Linked DNA regions of Sus scrofa: region 2 is linked to region 1. A link is a contact called in public HiChIP or PLAC-seq data. All regions are on one chromosome and are shown on one strand. The core of a region is the stretch at or near the end of the contact, and the rest is flanking DNA. Distances in the headings are between cores, read along the strand shown. Region 1 overlaps LOC106505748 (a long non-coding RNA gene). Region 2 overlaps LOC106505748 (a long non-coding RNA gene).

Region 1 (3,154 bases), core at 186-2,685:
TTAAAAAAAGACATTATGGCTAAGAGTCAAGTTTACTTAAAGGTACAGTTTCTTCCTGCTGAAGGCAGGCTCTTCTCAAAGACACTGAGACATTCCATTTTTGGGTACCAAAGAGGAAAATGTTGCTACTCTATTTTTCCCTGAAATAGGATAATAGTGGGTATCATTGCTTTGCAATATTGACTTGGGCATCAGTTCCTAAATGGAATGTGGCATGAAACATAATTCTTGTGGAGATGCCCATGAGCACAGCTGTGCATGGCATACAAATCCCCAGAGCAAAACTTTGGGTTGCCATAAAGAGTCCTGAAGTACCTCAGTGGAATATACATCAGATTTGACGAACTTCACCAGAGTAAGAAGAGAACTTTGTGTCCCTTTCCTCACCATAGTGCCTCTCCAGGGTGAGACCCAGGTAAAATGGAGAGATTTACTGATGGTTTCTTTAGTTGGCAAACTATAACCTGCAGACCAGATCCAGCAGCAGCCTGGAGCTAGGATTGGTTTTACCTTTTTAAAGTGCTGGAAAGGGAGATAAAAAATGCAAGAATGTGGCCCCCCAAAGACTAAAATAGTTACTATCTAGCCCTTTACAATACAAATTTGCCCCCAGCTTCAAGCCCTGCAGGTCCTTCTCTCTGCCTTCACTCCTCTCTGACTCTTCAGTAGAAGGAAGTCCAGCCTAGCCCTCTGCTCCAGGTATATTTACTCAATAAAGCTTATCTTCCTACCCAAAGGCAAACCCACTGACCTGGCTGCCTTTTCCCTGCTGAAGGGAGGACTGCAGTCTGCTTCTTCCTTTCCTTTCCTCCTGCTCCCTTCCCCTGCCTTCCACCTGTGCTAAGGCATGGAGCTACCCCTCCTCAGAATGGGGGTGCCCCAGTTATTGATGCCTGGGGACAAGGATTTCTGCCAGCCAGGAGCTTCTGGACACGGAGGGTGTCATGCTTCCCCTACACAAGCAGCGGAGAGGTCTGCTCCTGGAAACCTCCTTGGGTTATAGACACCTGTGGTCCTAAGAGAGGCTTCCCAGGACCTCCAGGTGAGGCTTGGGACCCGTAATGCTCTCTGGCTGCAGCCCCCCTTCCCCATCCCTGCCAGGCTTAGATCTGTTTGCTTGGAGTGGTGGTTAAGGGCATGAACTCATTTGCCCGGATGAAAGTCCAGCTCTGACATTTACTAGCTAGGGAACCTCAAGCAAGTCACTTAAACAGCCTGCGATTCGGTTTCCTCATCTGTGGACAGGGGATAATAATAGTTCCTCATTCATCTGGATGTGGTGAGGATTAAATGAGTTAATCTGCGTAAAATGGTTTTGAACAAGGCCTAACACATGGTAAGTACTCAATAAAATGCTCGCTCTTACTACTATTTGATGTTCTGAGGTTAAGCTGTGTCATGGGCTGGTCTTGGCCCGGGTCTTCACTTCCTCCTGCTATTGCTCAAAGTGACTTCTGCCCTCAAAGTTAGTCAGGCTGCCCCTGGCAGGGAGGCTAGAGTGTGAAACAGGTGAAATGTGTTTAAGAGGCTTCCCATCTCCCTTATTCTTTATGTCATTTATTTTACAGAATAATAATGACTAAAAATAGGTTGCTTTTGCATGGAGGCTTGGTCTGCTTTCACAAACATTATTTAATTAGATGCATGTGACAGCCCTGTGAAATAGGCCAGGCACCACTGATGGATGTTGACCAAGTGAAGGAGATGGGCTGTGAGGCTGCCAGTTAGCAGGATGATCTGGTGTGGCCATGCAGAAGTGGTTGATAAATATTTTGAATACTCACCCTGGAGCAATGTGGTTAATGTGCTCCCTATTTTAGCAATAAGGAAGCTGAGTTTCTGAGCAAGTTGAGCCTTTTCTAAGATTACATATAACACGAGTAGAGCTGTATCTGGAACCCAGTTCATCTGGCCTCTTAACTAGCCGTGTGGCTGTGCTGCCTATCACTAAATGTGTATGATACCAGGTTTGTTGTATTTGATTCTTTTATAACCTGGGTACTGGCATGCATAGCCTTCCCTTTGTGTTGCTCAAGGAAGATCACAACATCAGAAGCCGTAGAAGCGGTGGAGCTCCTGTGCCCCAGGATGAGGTCTCTGAGTCTTTACAAAGTACAGTGACTCTCAAGATTGTGGAAAGGAAGTGAGTGAGCACAAGGTGCTCAGTGACTTCCCTTCTCTTTTTGGAGGGGCCTTGCCGAAGGACACACAGTTTCTCTTACCCTTTGCCCCTGGATGAGCAGTTTCCCCTGTGGGAAAGGGCTGCGATTGTTCAGTTCTGTTTGTGGCTGGGTGGGCTCAGTTTAGGGGAAAGGAACTATTAGGATGCCCATTTAGTTGTATATCTAACCGTTGCTCTCCAAAAAAAAGTAAAAAATAAAAGAGCAAGGACTAAAAACATTTTATCAAATTTGAATACAGTTTACCAAATACATCCCACAGAATGCTAACTTTGCAAGATTTTGAAAAGTATGCTTTTATAAAAGGGATTCAACAGGTTGATAAGATTTGCATGCTACAAGGTCTCTCAGTCTTTAATATGATAACAAATATTGCAAATCTCTAGAAAGTGTGAAGTTTCCCAAACGTCTTTGATATTGAACATTTTACTCCCCAAAACACAGACTCTGTGCTCATAATGAGTGGAACACAGTTTGAGAAACCTTGCCAATAAGGGTATTTGGTGTATTCTTCTCATAAAGTGAAGCCTGCTCATTTTCTAGTGGCTATAATGTGTGTGTGTGTATATGTGTTTGGTCTGAACTACAGAGCCAACCACGGACATGAGAATGTGCACAATTAATTTCTATAAGAATTGCAGTCCCATCAGAGAAGAAAAAAATAAAAGCAATTCAGAATAAAATGAAGTAGTTTATAAATGGATTAAATCTAGCTATGTGTGTCAGCAAATCTAGCTGTAGGGGTACAAATACATATCACTTGAAAGAAGTAGGTGCAGCCAGAATGTGTGAATAGGAACTGTGGCAGCAAGAATACCATCCATTTGAAGGTAAGAATTTGGGGTTCCCATTGGTTGGCATTAACGGGGGGGGGGTGTTAGTATTTCTTCTCAGCTGTGAGAAGTACTGCCCTGATGTCTCCATCTCCAGCCAGAACCTCTCAGGACGATTAGCAACTGATCCCAATTCATCTA
Region 2 (3,222 bases), core at 331-2,830, 470 kb before region 1:
AAAAGAACAAAATAATGCCATTTGCAGCAACATGGTTGGAACTAGAGACTCTCACACTAAGTTAAGTAGGTCAGAAAGAGAAAGATACATACTATATGATACCACATATCTGGAATCTAGTATATGGCACAAATGAACCTTTCCACAGAAAAGAAACTCATGGACACGGAGAACAGACTTGTGGTTGCCAAGGAGGGGGTTAGCGGGATGGACTGGGAATTTGGGGTTAATAGATGCAAACTATTGCCTTTGGACTAGATAAGCAATGGGATCCTGCTGTATAGTACTAGGAACTATGTCTGGTCACTTGTGATGGAGTATGATAATGTGAAAGATCACATACATGTGTGTGTGACTGGGTCACCTTGCTGTACAGTAGAAAATGGACAGAACACTGTAAACCAGCTATAATGGAAAAATTAAAAATCATAAAAAAACATTAAAAATATATGAAAATAATGTAATATTTTAAAACTATCTGGCCTCCATAACATTTTCCCCCTTATTTTTACCACGTTCTCTTTGATTCCTTCTTCATTTGGTAAGGGCTCAATCTGTCTTTCAGCATAGTTAATTTTTTTAAATGTGTTCATTATTTACAGGTTAGAAAAGTTTTAGCTTCCTACTCCATTATTGGTAACATATAAGTCTGAAGAATTTTTTTCTCAAATTTATAAAAATCTCTTATCAAGTTTCATATCTGAGCTGAACAATTTCAGAACAGTTCAAGGTTTTGTGTGTGTGTGTGTGTGTGTGTGTGTGTTGTGACTAATATTAAATCCTTTAGCTGGCGACACCCATTAACCAGTTTGCCACTGATGTTTCATCACAGTGCAAGATCATGAATTTTAGGTTATTTTATCTGATAGGAGAGAATTTGCATTTTGACTAGGCCCTGACAAGAATCAGATCCTCTTTTTCCAATCTTACACATCTCAGAATTAAAAGGTCATTTTCACATACTAGGTTCTGGCTCTGTATATTTCAAAGCTTTTCTCCTCCACATTTTCCCCAGTGCCAGGCGTCAAAAGACAGATTTACACTTGGTGTCACTGACTGATGAGCTGGCCCTAGTAGGTTGAGGGAGAATTCCTGGGACTATTAGTAGTAACTTAACTATATGTTAACTTGATGTGAACCACACAGTATATTCCCTTAAACCCTAACTTTAGTTCCCTAAGTGGATACTTAAATGCTATTCACAACAGCAGGGGAATTGAGAGTGAAGGAGGGTCTGAATAGAAAGATTGCAGTGGTCTCAAATGATTGCACTTAAATATTGTGTTTTATTTACTGAATGGTTGCTTTCTGCCAAAACCCACACATTGAAAGCCTAATCCCCAGTGTGATGGTATTTGGAGATGGGTCCTTTGGGAAGTAATTAGGGGTAGATCAGGTCATGGTGGGGGGTGGTGGTGAGGGGAACCCTCCTGATAAGACTAATGCTTTTATATGAAAGGGTCTCTCTCTCTCCTTCTCTTCTCCAACCCCCAACCTTGTGAGGCAACAGGGAGAGAAAACGCTGTCCGTAAACCAGGAAGAAGATGCAACCTGACCATGCTGTCATGCTGACATCAGACTTCCAGGTTTCAAAACTGTGAGAAATACATTTCTGTTGTTTAAGCCACCCAGTCTATAGAACTGTGTTAAAGCAGCCAGAATAGACTAAGTCAAATATCTTACATGTGAGAGTTTTACAGATTACATAACCAAGGGAAGGCACTGCTAGTAAATCCTGGGGCTTGGGAAAGGTCTAGAAGGTAAGGGACTTGGAACTGAAGGCTAATTGGCTTACTGGTGTTTCTGCCTTGGCATTAGAATTTCCTCAGGAAATTTCCTCTAGGTTCTGCCCCTTTATACAGATTTGCCCTCCTTGCCACTTAACCCCTTTCTGCAACTCAGCAAGGACCAGCTAACTAATACAGCATCTTTTTCCCAGGCTTTATTCTTCTAAACCTTCTGCCTTCTTTCTCTGAGCTACTCCCTTAACTGGCACCTTCCTGACTCACTCACTGCTTCTCTCTCTCTTGCTCATCCTCCCATCTCCCCCTTGTCCTCCCAACAAGAAGATGCTTTCCCACGTTCTGCCCAACTCCTTTCTTCTATGGAAATCTTCCTTGGAAATCTCATTCATTCACACATTTATGTCATCAGCTCAGTGTCTATGTTTGCTCCAGTCTCCTTTCTCTAGAGAAAATATTTCTCTCTAGAGCCAGTTTCATTGCCTGCTAATGTACCATCAACACCTCAGTTCAATGTCTTTTCCCCACACTGGCTCTACTTTCTTGGCTACAAGTTGTCTATTAATGCTGAGAAATCACTGTTGACTCCTGTTTTCCCCTTGACCACCATATTTCTTTTACCCATTTCCTTGTCAACTATCCTACTTCTAACCTTAGCATCTTTTTTTTTTTTTTTTTTTTTTTTTTTGTCTTTTGACTCTTCAGGGCCACACCCACGGCACATGAAGATTCGCAGGCTAGGGGTCTAATCGGAGCTACAGCTGCTGGCCCACGCCAGAGCCACAGCAAAGCCAGATCTGAGCCAAGTCTGCGACCTACACCACAGCTCACAGCAACGCCAAATCCTTAACCCACTGAGCAAGGCCAGGGATCGAACCTGCAACCTCATAGTTCCTAGTTGGATTCATTTCCTTTGTGCTATGAAAGGATCGCTAAAGGATAGTAAAAATCCCTCAACTGCTCCAGAGGATTCTACAACTTTTCCCCTCCTTTCTACAGGATGGTTCTTACTTCTCCTCAGAACTGCCATATGCTTTTCATGTTTCTGATAGAATTTTATATTTCATCCTGTATTTATGTGGCATTAACTAACACATAAAATACATATAATGTGCTAAGCATTTTGCACTATCTTATTTAATTCTCATACCTGCTCTGTTATTAGCTATTATTAACATGATTTTTATTTGTATTTTAAATGGAGAACCTAAGCCTTAGAAAAATGAGTAACTTGTGGATAAGCAATGATATCCTGCTGTATAGCACAGGGAACTATATCTAATCACCTATGATGGAACATGATAGAAGATAATGTGAGAAAAAGAATGTACATGTATATGTATGACTGGGTCACTTAGCTGTACAGCAGAAATTGATAGAACATTGTAAATCGACTATGCTAGAAAAATCTTACAAAAATAAAAAAAAAATAGTTAAGCCAACCCCCCTCAGAAAAAAAAACAAAAACAAAAAAAAAAAG

What was found. HiChIP or PLAC-seq counts read pairs in DNA pulled down with a chosen protein or histone mark.
Region 2: an H3K27ac HiChIP or PLAC-seq map of alveolar macrophages shows a contact between it and region 1. The contact joins two enhancer-like sites. A contact is called at or near these places in 1 of 47 Hi-C or Micro-C datasets (embryonic fibroblasts) and 2 of 2 datasets of contacts at active chromatin or transcription factors (alveolar macrophages and skeletal muscle).

What each region holds. Positions count from the first base shown.
Region 1 is chr13:115,495,967-115,499,120 of Sscrofa11.1, reverse strand. All of the region lies in intron 1 of LOC106505748 (a long non-coding RNA gene), which reads right to left. Among named protein-coding and RNA genes, the nearest start is that of TBL1XR1, 9.3 kb to the right of the region's middle. Within about 2 kb of position 1,435, at least 19 of the 83 cell types and tissues checked have an H3K27ac peak or open chromatin away from gene starts, as enhancers often do. A contact at or near this core is called in alveolar macrophages, where this site is marked.
Region 2 is chr13:115,970,944-115,974,165 of Sscrofa11.1, reverse strand. The region is part of intron 2 of LOC106505748 (a long non-coding RNA gene); the gene reads right to left. Among named protein-coding and RNA genes, the nearest start is that of TBL1XR1, 480 kb to the right of the region's middle. Within about 2 kb of position 1,580, at least 1 of the 83 cell types and tissues checked has an H3K27ac peak or open chromatin away from gene starts, as enhancers often do. A contact at or near this core is called in alveolar macrophages, where this site is marked.